Regions from separate parts of the Rattus norvegicus genome. Here region 1 is linked to region 2. A link is a contact called in public Hi-C data. All regions are on one chromosome and are shown on one strand. The core of a region is the stretch at or near the end of the contact, and the rest is flanking DNA. Distances in the headings are between cores, read along the strand shown. Region 1 holds the start of C9 (complement C9). Region 2 has its middle 170 kb from the start of Dab2.

Region 1 (5,835 bases), core at 1,494-3,993, 200 kb before region 2:
TTATTGAATTCTTTCTACATGCCTGAGGCAGAAGCTTGAAATACATCACACATGTGGTAACTTAACATTCACATGAAAACACTACCAGATGAATTCTGTCGTCATAAGTGTATGGACTGAACTGTGATCCCTTGCAAAAAAGAACGATACTCTGAGGTTCCGAGACCTGGTTGGTCCCTGAGCATGTGAATTTATTTGTAAATAGGATCGGGGTAGAGGTGATTGAGTTAAAATGGGTTTAATGGAAGTAGGCCCCAGCCCAGTACACCTGGTGTCCGTGCAGAAAGGAGAAATCTGGAGCCTGGGGAGATGACTTGGTAGGTAAAACGCTTGCTGTGCAACCGTGAAGACCTGAGATTGACCCCAGAGTGACAGAGTGATTTTGGCTTTCTCAACATCTTGATGTCAGACCTCCAGCCTCCAGGCGGGGAAACAGATAGCTTGTTTAAAACAATTAATTTTTGGACTTTGCATTGGCAGCCACAGGAACCAACCACAATCAGTGTCTTATGGATCAGGGAACCAACGTACAGAGACTCTGAGTCGTTCATTCCAGCCTGGGCAGCTTCCAAAGGTGGTTTGACCTCAATGCTGATAGACAATGGTGGCTTGTTGTGAGCTATGGACGTCTGAAGAAAATACATGCTCAGAAACCATTTGAAATATTGCTGCTGTGTTGTTCAAGTACATGGTCTCATGTAGCGCCTGGAGTCTCTGAACCCTTCGTCTTAAAGGGCACAGCACAGAGCGTTCCGGGTGGGACCGTTCTGGCACATGCTGAAGGGCATGTTTGTGGAAGTGCAGGAAGCTCAGTTAAACTGGAGAATGCGAATGCCAGGATCTGGGGCCAGCCAGGGGTCTCCCTGCCCCTGCCTGGAACATGAGTATGACCAGACCCAGGAGGTGGGAACCTCAAAGCAACTGCGGTCGTCCCACAGCCTTTCTGGTTTGAGCCTCCGTCCAGAAATTTGAGCTGTTTAATTTTTTTTATAAATACCTTAAGAGAGGGTCAGGTTAATTACAAGAATGCCAAAGCTGCCTTCAGTAACAGTCTTTGCACACAGACCTTCTGAGTTAAGATACCGGGAAGGTGAAACTATTTTCTGAACAGAGAGATAATGCTTAGGTATTGTCCGCAGAGGAGGAGAGGAGATGGGAGGGAAACCTGGCCGAGCACTCATCCCAGAGCTCATGTGGGTCTGAGCGGATCTCTTCTGAGAGTCCTATCCTGGAAAATGAATCACAACCCACGTTTGGTGGGTGGAGTCCAGACCGATTCGCCTCTACCTCAGCCAGAAGGCAGGCAAAGGTGGCATAAGCTGGCTAGCTAAGTCAATAGACTTTTGTTAAACTTAGGGGAATAGGACACAGGACAAGATTAATGCAGACAGAGGAACGGCGTCCAGGCTTGTGTTGGCATCAGGGCAATTTTCTGTTCGGCCCTTAGAGAACAAGCTGAATTGGACCACATGGGTGTGCGTCTTCTCCCGTGATGTTTACATGGTAGGAAGGGACAGCCTCCAGCAGGTGTGATCTCTAGCAGTCCTGGGTGCAGCGATGTACAGGGGGCTTTTACTGTCTTGTGGGTTTATTTGCTGGGTGTGTTTGGCGTCACACTCTGCTTTCTGTTGCTGACACAGAATGCCTGATGGGGGTGATGTGTGCAGGAGAGAATTTTACTCTCTTCACAAGTGACTACAAATCTCAAACAGCATCGCCTAGGTATCTGAGGAGAATTTCCAGGGTTGTATCATAACATGGTCACTAGAAGCAAAATGGGAAGTTTCTGCATTCAGAAGGGTCAGGTGTGTAAGGAGACTCGGGTTGGAGGAACAGCCTAGCCAGATACCTGCTAGGAGCCACTCCTGCTAGGCTTGGCCCATTCCTCAGAGTCGGTCCATTTACGACTGAGGAATCCTGAGACCTTCTACTCCTTAAGGGCTACACCACCTCTTTCTGCTGCCACAGGGGACTGAGTTTCCAGTACATGCAACCTTGGGGACACCCTTATACCATATGCAAACCATACCTTATGGGTTTTGCAACCCCAAGTAGGATCAGATAAGAAGGAAATAGAGAGGCAGTGCTGGAAGAAACCATTGAAACTGCACCCTGACAGTTCTTGGTTAGAACAAGTAGACCCTGAGACCCAGAACACAAAACGTGGGCCACAGAATGGGATGTCACAGAAAAGAAGACAAGACAAGTAGTTAACCTTTGCTTAATGTGGGGCCAAAGGGCCACACAGCCAACAGTTAAAAAGTATTAGGTTTTGAGATAAAGGACAGAAAGATTTACTACCTTTGTTGGAAACTTCTCAGCCTATAGACACTGATCAATACTGATTTGTCACAAACTGGCGACAATCCCCCCTCCCCACCCTATTCTAAATATTTAAAGAGAATATCTTAGTATTGACATTTCAGTTCCTTCTTTAGAACAAAGTCCCAGAAGCATGAGTACACTTGTTTAGAAAGTTTAAATCCTGGGGATTTTATACATCACTGTTTAGCTTAACCTTTATTGTACCTACTTTGCTGTTAAGCCCTGGACCCTGAGACAGCAGATTCCACAGTAGAATTCCAGAGATAGACAAGTCACAGACTCACCGGGGAGTGGGCTCTGGGGCCTGTGCATTGATCTCCAAGGCAAAGATTGCAATGGCTAGGGTGATGGTCACGCCTGAGGCCATGCCGCTCCTCCTAGGCAGCCCTGGAGTCCTGAGAAGCATTTCTTTGCAACCAAAGGACAGGGAATAATAATTGCTCATATATGTTCAGGGTTTTGTTTGTGTTAGTTCGTGCTACCTAAGTACCAAAGTCCAACGAATAGAGAGTCATTTATTGTAATTCCTGGCTGCTAGTTTCCCTTATTGACAAAGTGTCATTGTGCAATAAACTAAAAAAAAAAAAAAAAAAAAAAAAAAAAAAGCAAGCTAAAAGCAACCCAATCAGATCAAACAAATTCCTAGCAGTTCTTTTCTTGGGAGATTCTGGAAGGGCAGATTAAGAGAGGCATAATTTATGGGAGAGGCCTATGGAATAGTCTCATAGAGGCCTAGGTTCAGAATAACTACAGAAACAGCAGGATGAAAGTCAAGGCTTAGGTGGGGACATATGTATCTTTTTTATATGTATATTCTTCTGAAAAATACAAAGTAAGTGCCACAAGGCTTTAGCAATAGCTACCAAAAAGGTAGGAATTTCCCTGCCACGAAGAATGCTGCTTGCCGGACATCTCCACATTTTCCAGGGCCTTGGAGAGGGAGAGGTTCTGGAAGCACTGAAGAATGTGGACCATGCGACCTTTCTGAGAACATTGGTTGCACCAGAGAATGACCTGTGGATGTTGCAAACATGGAAGTCTTTCACTTTCTATCTCACTCAAATTTAACGGGCGGGGCTTCTCAAATCTTTCCATGTGTGGCCAGGGTTGGGACTTAGCATACACAATGGGGTGGGGGGTGGGGAGAGCAGAGAGGTGGGTAATGTTTTATGACTTTATGATGTCTCATGACACTACTCTTATTTATTGTGTTGTTTGTCTGGGGCAGGGTCCGACAAGGCAGTTCAGGCTAGCCTGAAACTTGCTGCAGCCCTTCTGCCTAAACCCAATTACTGCAGTTACAGGTATGAATGCACATCCGGCCATTCCTAACAGTTTTGTTTCGTGGAGACAGGTTTGCCTCAGACCTTCCCATGGCACAGCTGAGAATGACGATGAACTCCGGGTTGGTCTGCATTTCCCAAGGGCAGAGATCTCAGGCTTTCAACACTGCATGGCTTCACAGCACAGTTCTTACAAGATATTCACAGAAAATTATTAATTACAACAGAGCAAATCCCAAACGTTAGCAAAGGTAAAACAGATGTCTGGTTGGTGAGATGACAGAGCTGTTTGGTTAGTTTAGGACCATATTACCCGTGCCACTGATGTTAAAGTCTCTAATCTCCGCCTTTTCTTAATACTCTTCCTTTTCCCATGCAAAGCTTGAGAACTAGTTGAACTAATTCCACTGACTTCTCGGCTTGTTGTGGAGACCACGGGCTTGCTTGACATTTAAGCCATACAGAATCATCAGGTAATGAGACTGATTCTTAAAAGTCACAGCTATGTCATTGAGGGAATCCATGCCACAGGGACACTTTCCATTCACCTTAGATAGTGACATGTGAGTGGCATCTGGACTCAGTCCAGTTCTGCCGGCTTTGTCACAGTACATGCGAGACTCTTCTTTGGTCTCTGTGGATACTCTCAGGATGTCTTTGGACCCAAGGACATGAACTAAGTTAGCACGGGACACTGTTTTATGTTACTGAGATGATGATAGTTGATTAGGCTGTGAGTCTTTCATTTGGTAAGTTGTCACAATTGGACATGGCAGAATCACCTTTCTCCTGGGAGACTGTCTTGAGGAGTGGAGGGAAGGACATTTTAGTTGGGATGGGAGGATATTCTAAATTGCTACTTAATTTAATCATCAGGCTACACAATGCAACAGTATGAATAGAATATAATAACAGTTCTACAAGTTGATACTGTATACTCTATAATGTATACACTCTATGAATAACATGGCTTTTACTTTTACCCTGTCTTTAACTCTTCTAGGCTCCTGACTTCTATCATGTATCTGACACGTTTGCAAGTGAGGCTTGTGCTTTGTGTGTATCTTGGAGAAAGAGAGGGTGAGGATGAATTAAGCTGGAGGAGCAAAAACAGCATCTTTATTGGGATAACACACAAAAGCCACCAGAGGTGAAAGTGGGAACTTTACAACATGCCGGCTCCTCTGTAGAGGCCAAAACATTTAATTCTCGATGGCTCTATCACGGAGCTGAAGAAATGCTGGATATGGAGGTCTACTATCTGCTCATCCCATCCAAGCGTGAGGCGCGTAGTGTGTAGGTTTTCCCACCACTCTTTTGAGTGCTGCCGTTAATATTTTAATCAGCTCATGCTGTTTCCGTGGTGCTCTGTGTAGCTGACTACCCCATCTGCTCGCTCTAGCACAGGACCCCAGTGGAAGGCAGCAAACTGGCCCATTCTTAGTTCTAGGGGTTTCTGCCTTGAAGACACCTCTTGGTTTTCTATCAGTAAAAATTTACTTTTTCTTTTTCTTAAATCTCATGTTGCTGAATTATACTTTCACATAATAATATAACACCTTTCCTTTGCCCATTTGGAATGGTAGAGACTCTGACCAGGAGCATGAAGAGGTTTTGTTCTTGTTCTTGTTTCGTTTTTCTTTTGTTGTTGTGTTTTTCCTAATGTGGAAAAAAAGAATGTGGTTCAGGGTCATTTCCATTTGGTACTTTTAAGGGTATATAAGACAGTTCTTTTCAAAGAACTTTTTATTGGTAATAATGGGCTCTCTTGAATGCCCAGGAATCTCAGGTTGGGGATCCTTGGTTCATTCTAAAGCTTCTCCTCAGCGACCCCCCTCACTGACCTCTCAAACTCTTCTCCTTCCCTTGCAGCACTTGCCTGGGATAAGGTGGGGTGGATCAAATCACTGAATACAGAGAACCTGGGGCCACCATGAAGTTCAGGTTTTAGGTACGCCTGTGTGTTGTGGTTCTCAAGGCCTAACAAATGTAGCACACCTGTGAGCAACAGGAATTAACAGATGAATGAACGACTACAGAGCCATAGGGCTGCATTTTGTACATTAAAGTCAGCTTCCCTCAACTCTGTCCGTCAAGAACTGCATTCTGTTCCTTTGTTGTCGGTTCATCTTCCCTTATTATCACACAGACGCTCACACTTCAGCGAGCCGGCTTGTTCTCGCTAATTATTTTATTTTCTCTTAAGAATGTTCATTCCTTCAGATGA
Region 2 (6,080 bases), core at 3,038-5,537:
AGTATCAGGCTATCTCGACTTTATTCTTTAGCTGCCAGACCTCTCAGCTGTCTCTGTCAGTCCCTCTTTGCTCTCTGCCTTCTTTCTCCACATGTAACGGGACAGTCCCCACATGTGCTCACTGAGCTCCCAGCCTCGTCTACCTGCTCGCCCGTTGTTCTTACATTCAGCCGACCTGGGCTGCTGCTCTAAACTCCAGCCCCAAGTCTTTTTTTTTTTTTTTTAATTTTTAAAGTTCTTTTATTTTTGCTTTCTTTTTTAATTAATTAATTAATTATGTTATTTGCTTACATTACAAATGCTTCCCTCCCCCATCCAAGTCCCATCACATTTTTCTTTCTTTCTTTCTTTTTTCTTTTTTTTTCTTTTACATCTTTATTAACTTGGGTGTTTCTTATTTACATTTCGATTGTTATTCCCCTTCCTGGTTTCTGGGCCAACATCCCCCTAGCCCCTCCACCTCCCCTTCTCAATGGGTGTTCCCCTCCTCCCCCTCCCCACATTACTGCCCTCCCCCCAACAATCATGATCACTGGGGGTTCAGTCTTAGCAGGACCCAGGGCTTCCCCTTCCACTGGTGATCTTACTAGGCTATTCATTGCTACCTATGAGGTTGGAGCTCAGGGTCAGTCCATGTATAGTCTTTGGGTAGTCAGCCTGGTGTCTCCTACAGAGCTCCTAAGCACCCCTTGCCACCTTGAATCCAGTGCGACCTAAGTGAATTCAGCAATTTCTGCTTCCCTCCCTTATTTCCAGGCATGAACATCCAATAACAAGATGTTGGGTCACCAGGCCTTTATTTTCTTGTCCGACATCACATATGTCCACCCCCCTGCTCCTGTTCTATTGCTCCCACCAACTCTCCTTCCAATTATGCCTCGGTGGTTATTGGACTCCCTAGTTTCTTATCTAGCCTACACATAGATCTAAACAGAAGAGAAAAACGGTCTAGTCAAGACCAACATCATCCAAGTATTTAACAACTTCCTTATCTCCTGGGCTCTTTTCAGCTTGTTTTCTGATCATCCTCAACCCCAACAAGAAAACACCCAATGTTCATTTCATCTGTTCATTCTAACCAAGAGATCATGTAGAATTGTGTACAGATGCAAAAAAAAAAAAAAAAAAAAAAAAGTGAAGGAAAGGGGAAATAATTAAATTCTCACGCCAAAGGCTTATTGTAAATCAATATCAAGACACCCATGAAGCATTCATTTGACTTGGAACCTTTGATGCATCCCCATTTCAAATAAAGACTCCGAATTCCCTCACATACATGATATAAGAATTTACCACCCAGGCGCCCTTGCTTCCCCATGGCCCAGATTCCACATCCTTACCTACCACTGCAAAGGCACACAAACTAACTTTGCCATGACCTTTGTATGTGTGTCCTTGCATACAATATTATTATCTCTACTTGAAATTATTCCCTTTTTCCATTTTCCTTGCCTAATTATTGCTACTCCCCACAATCCCATAATCCACCTCCAGCTCCCAGGGTATCTTATCTGTTCTTTCACTGAAGCTCTCCCACTGCCCTGGTGCCCTACCTATGCATCAGCAGTATGGGGTGTGGACTTTACACGCTAAATAGTAAAGAATAGTATTTAGAAAGCAGGGACTGTCTTCTTGTCTGGCTGGTGGCCGTCCTTTGCTTGCTATTTGCTGACCACACTGAACTAATACAAGTCTTAACAATGGAGGAACTGATTTCAAGTACTAGTTCTAAATGTTTAGGGCTACGTTTTCTTTCTTCCAAAGAACTTTACCTACCTGCACCTTTTTATAAGTAACTGGAGACTCTCCTAAAATCCATCATTCAGGCCGGAGGCAAGGATAGAGGATATGCAATTCCTGAAGTGTGGATCTGTCTGTGGATTCTGTCAAAGATGAGGTAGGAGTGACACACTGGCCAGCTCTTACCTGCCTTTATTCTTTACACAACATTTCTGAGCACAAGACAAAAGAGGTCACAAGCTACAGAACATTGTGTGCTCACTGTCAAAGGCAATTTCTCTTTTTCCCACAGGGAAGAAAAATGGGGGTGGCCTTCCTCTCTAACAATCTCTTGTGGAAGAGTGCTCTGTTCACTTACCCCTTATCTAACTTAGTTAGTCGCTTAGGAAAAAGACTATGAATTTGCCTGTGTATCATAGCAGCAGAGGAAATCACTTGGAGAGAGAAGGAATACAGGAAGCAGTGTGAACTCAGGTTAAGAGCCAAAATAGGGAATTTCTGTGATTTAACAGGTTGCTACTTAGACTGTAGTTGAGTTTGTTCAATTCCCTTATCAAGACAAATTTCCAGCTATTACATATTACATATGCCCAGAATTAGGAGATGTTAAGTCAGATTTTCCAAATCACTAGGTCTAAAAGACTCAGCTCTACTCTTCAGAGAGGGTAGAAGTCAGGGACCGATTATCAGAGAGCATCAATAGCTCACCCATGTTGGCAAATAAATAGCAAGATCACATGCCCCCAACAGACACACACACATATATATATATACATACATATATATACATATATATGTATATATATATATATGATGTGTGTGTGTGTGTGTGTGTGTGTGTGAGAGAGAGAGAGAGAGAGAGAGAGAGAGAGAGAGAGAGAGAGAGAGAGAGAGAGAGAAAGTGTGAGCAAGGAGAGAGAGGAGGGAGAAAGAAACTTTGATAGCAGCAGGTGTTATATGACACCTTTTCTCATTTTCTTTCTGTCTGGCCTCTCAGCTCCCAACTCTCGAGAAGTAATACTTACCTGCCTACTCCTGAATCCATGAAGCATAAATATTTGGAACTGCACCTGGTTCTCTGAAAGAGTGTCCTAAACTGACTCAGGACTTCTATGAACCAAGTACCTTTCAAAACCTCCACATCCTACACCTGGGGACATTCTTGAAAAAAGAAAAATGTATATTACATAGGCCTATATGATATCCCCAGAATTATATACAAACAATGCCATTATCAGTTGGATGTTAGCTCTGGAAGGTTGTGTTCATAGGGCTCTATCGGTGCTGAAAGCAACTGAGTACCCAGAGGTTGGTGAGAATGAGAATTGTTTGCAACACTGATAGGCACGTAATCGTTAACTTGGCGGGGAATTACATTGTGTGGATGTAGCGTAGGACTTCAAACACATTGGTGAACGTAGAGTCAAAGATTGGCTATGATGATAATCAGTGTGTCTGGCTTCCCCGTCTAACGCCTCCTTGGGTTTTAAATGGATTCAAGCAGTTTGAAAACAAAGGCGTACCAAACGGTTAAGTGATTTTGGCAGCTGAGATTCGGCAAGGGCACGTACGTTCGGGTGATATTTTGGCAATGGTTTTTACATGCTCTGGAAATCCCATTTAGACATCCATGGGACATCTCACTACACAATGACCCAAGTAATCATGAAAGAAGGCTGGGCTTTGCATATTTCTGGAAATTTATTCAAATATCTAAGCCTTCCCCCCCTCCCTTTGCATTCAAAATGTAGAGTGAAGGCTTTGTATTAAGTAAGAACTATTAAACCTTTCAGGTTTTAGGTAGTCCCTGGTCCCAGAAATGATTTATAAAGTTGACTGCATTCAGAAAGCACCGGGGTCCCAGAAGCCCGGGGTTTCTTTGTCATCGCAGCGCCCTCTGCTGCTTCAGGATGAAACCTGCAAAATGGCTTGCCGCTTTCCTTTCAGCTTTTCAGGGCCTCTGGAAAGGAGGCTGGAAAACATTATCCTCAACTGAACCGTAGCCAGGAAATTCTCAGGAGGGAATTCTTTCCTGACATAAAATTAAACCTGGATCCAGCATATCTGAAGAGGGGAAAGAAGGAAAACTTACTGTTGATGTTTCTTGGCTTGAGTTTTTCCTCCCCCTGTTCTTAAAGCAACATTATTTTTAAAAGCTGAAACGAAACGTGCCATCTGCCAATTTGGCCTGTCTCTCAGTTTCCTTCAGTTAACATTTCACTGTCTTGTCCCAGTCTGTCCTTTTGCCCCACTCCAAAAAGTTGTTTTAAATGAACAAATGCTTTTCAACCCATCAGTGAACAAGTGGAGAACGTTTACCTCCGAGGGCAGGGAATCTGGCGTTAAAAGTTCCACAAAGTTCCAGGCATTGCATCACCGATGTGGTAGCTTTAAGTCACTGACTAACCAGGTCTGCCCGTAATTTGACCAACAGATCTCTGTCTCTTGAGCAGTGGTTCAGAAGCACACGACCCTTAGCAATATGCCTTCTAGGTCAACTGGGTGCACTGCCGAGTTAGAGCAGACAACCTGGGAGGCTAAACAGCAAGAGGACTTTGCCTGTCTGTGCCTGTCCTAGATGGTGCAATGATTGTATGACCTGGTTAGGCTGAAGACTGTTCACTCAGGGCTGATGTGTCATGGTGTTAAAACAAAATTAAACAAAACAAAACAACAACAACACACCTGTACCAGGGCATTCATGACCTGGGAAGTGAGACATTCATTGTATTTCAGACACACTTGCCAAGTTAGTGCTAATCTGAGGTCATCTCTTTGTCTGGCATGACTTTTCTTTTGTCCCCATCAAAAGCTATAGTCTGACTTATCACTCATCTCAGCTACCATTAAATAATGTTGTTCTTTACTGGGCAGTGTCCATTGTCCTCTTCTACTGCTTAAAAAGCAAGCAAACAAACAAACAAAACCTTTCCTTGCTATGTTGTAGTGACGCTTCTATCACGAGTTGCCTAACTATTTGTGTGAGGCTTTTCATAAACTTTTTATTCTGTTTCACGGGTCAGTTTGTCCGCCCATGCACCATATCAATATGTCTTCATTGCTAACGACGGATCACTTCCGTCGTGGAAAGGGCAGCACTTGGTCCTTCCAAGAAGGAAGGGTCTTGTTTCCGTGTTTGTCATTCCTTTAAGCCGGTCGGACATCATTTCCCATCTGGACCATTCGATATTCTTCCTATTCCCCATGCCATATGGACTTTTACACTGGCGATAATGTAATGTAAGCCTAATTTAATATTAAGCATTTGCATTTTGTCACTTTCTTATTGGTGATATCTACTTTTTTACTAACCGTATATCCTTTCTTTCTATGAAACAAAGATATATCCCATGGCATTGCCACGGAATTTTCAGTGTTTCTTGTGTTGGGAGGGTATTCTCTGCTCTATCGCAGTCAGGTTAGACCATGTGACTCGTTTTGGCCAATGAGCTAGGAGGAGACACGCCATGTGACTTATCCACGATCGAAGTTTCAAACACCATGATATATTTCTGGAAGTCCTGTCCCTTGGGAAGCTCCTTCAGCTGAGTACAGAGAGTAGTGTGAGAAGGCACAGGAAAGAGAGTTACAGCAGTCAGTCACAGCCACCGCCGTTTCACAGGAATGTTAAATAATTGTATATTTTGCAAGCCACTGAGAATTAAGGCTTGCTTCTTATGACCACAAAACTGACTAATGCACATCCCTTCATGGTAGAGTCCCATACTCCCTTTTTGGTCCTCCGTCAAGCTGGGACAGAGTATATACTTTATGTGCCAACCAATGATGAAACATGTCCAGCCTCTAGGTTCTCTTTCTGTTCTCTTCTTTTCCAAGCTCAAACGGCCAATTCCCAGTCTGCAGTAAAGCTTACTTTTGAGATCTTTCCAGGTAGCTCAACATAGCTCTCCCTCATGGAAACTTTACATGCGTTGGTTGGAAATGAGTTTTTCCTGTCTCTGAATTCCCACAAGGACTTCCTGCTTATGGTTTCTGTCACTCAACTGGTAGATAGCCATAAGTAGTGCTCTTTATTAAGCTCTTTGCTACACAGCAGATGCTAGTTTTAGACTTACTGCATTGGCTTGGTTATGCTAAGGTGGACTAAAATGAAGAAAGATTTACTAGGGGGAAGAGCAAGCAGGATAAAAGAAGAGGGGGCAATAGAAAGTGGTAGCATCTTCATTCTGCAGTGAAGTTCTGAAGGGCATGGACTGAAGAAGGCAGGGAAGGAAGACCAGGTAAGAGGACCATTAGCTGCAGCTACCTCTCAAAGGATGTTTAACCAAACAAATGGATAACCTGTAATCCAAAGCCATACTGGGGAGGATTCAGTAGCT

The links. A called contact is a pair of places that touch in the nucleus more often than the background predicts.
Region 1: a contact with region 2 is called in a Hi-C map of liver, with 3 times the contacts expected there. The contact joins the promoter of C9 here to the enhancer-like site in region 2. A contact is called at or near these places in 10 of 12 Hi-C or Micro-C datasets (Schwann cells, frontal cortex, hepatocytes and 5 more) and 1 of 1 datasets of contacts at active chromatin or transcription factors (oligodendrocytes).

The regions. Positions count from the first base shown.
Region 1 is chr2:57,297,418-57,303,252 of GRCr8, reverse strand. It overlaps C9 (complement C9), which reads right to left and starts at 2,743. Exons shown (of 11, transcript NM_057146.2): 1 at 2,610-2,743. The coding sequence starts at 2,731.
Region 2 is chr2:57,100,143-57,106,222 of GRCr8, reverse strand. No RefSeq gene overlaps it. Among named protein-coding and RNA genes, the nearest start is that of Dab2, 170 kb to the left of the region's middle. Within about 2 kb of position 4,287, at least 8 of the 93 cell types and tissues checked have an H3K27ac peak or open chromatin away from gene starts, as enhancers often do. A contact at or near this core is called in kidney and liver, where this site is marked.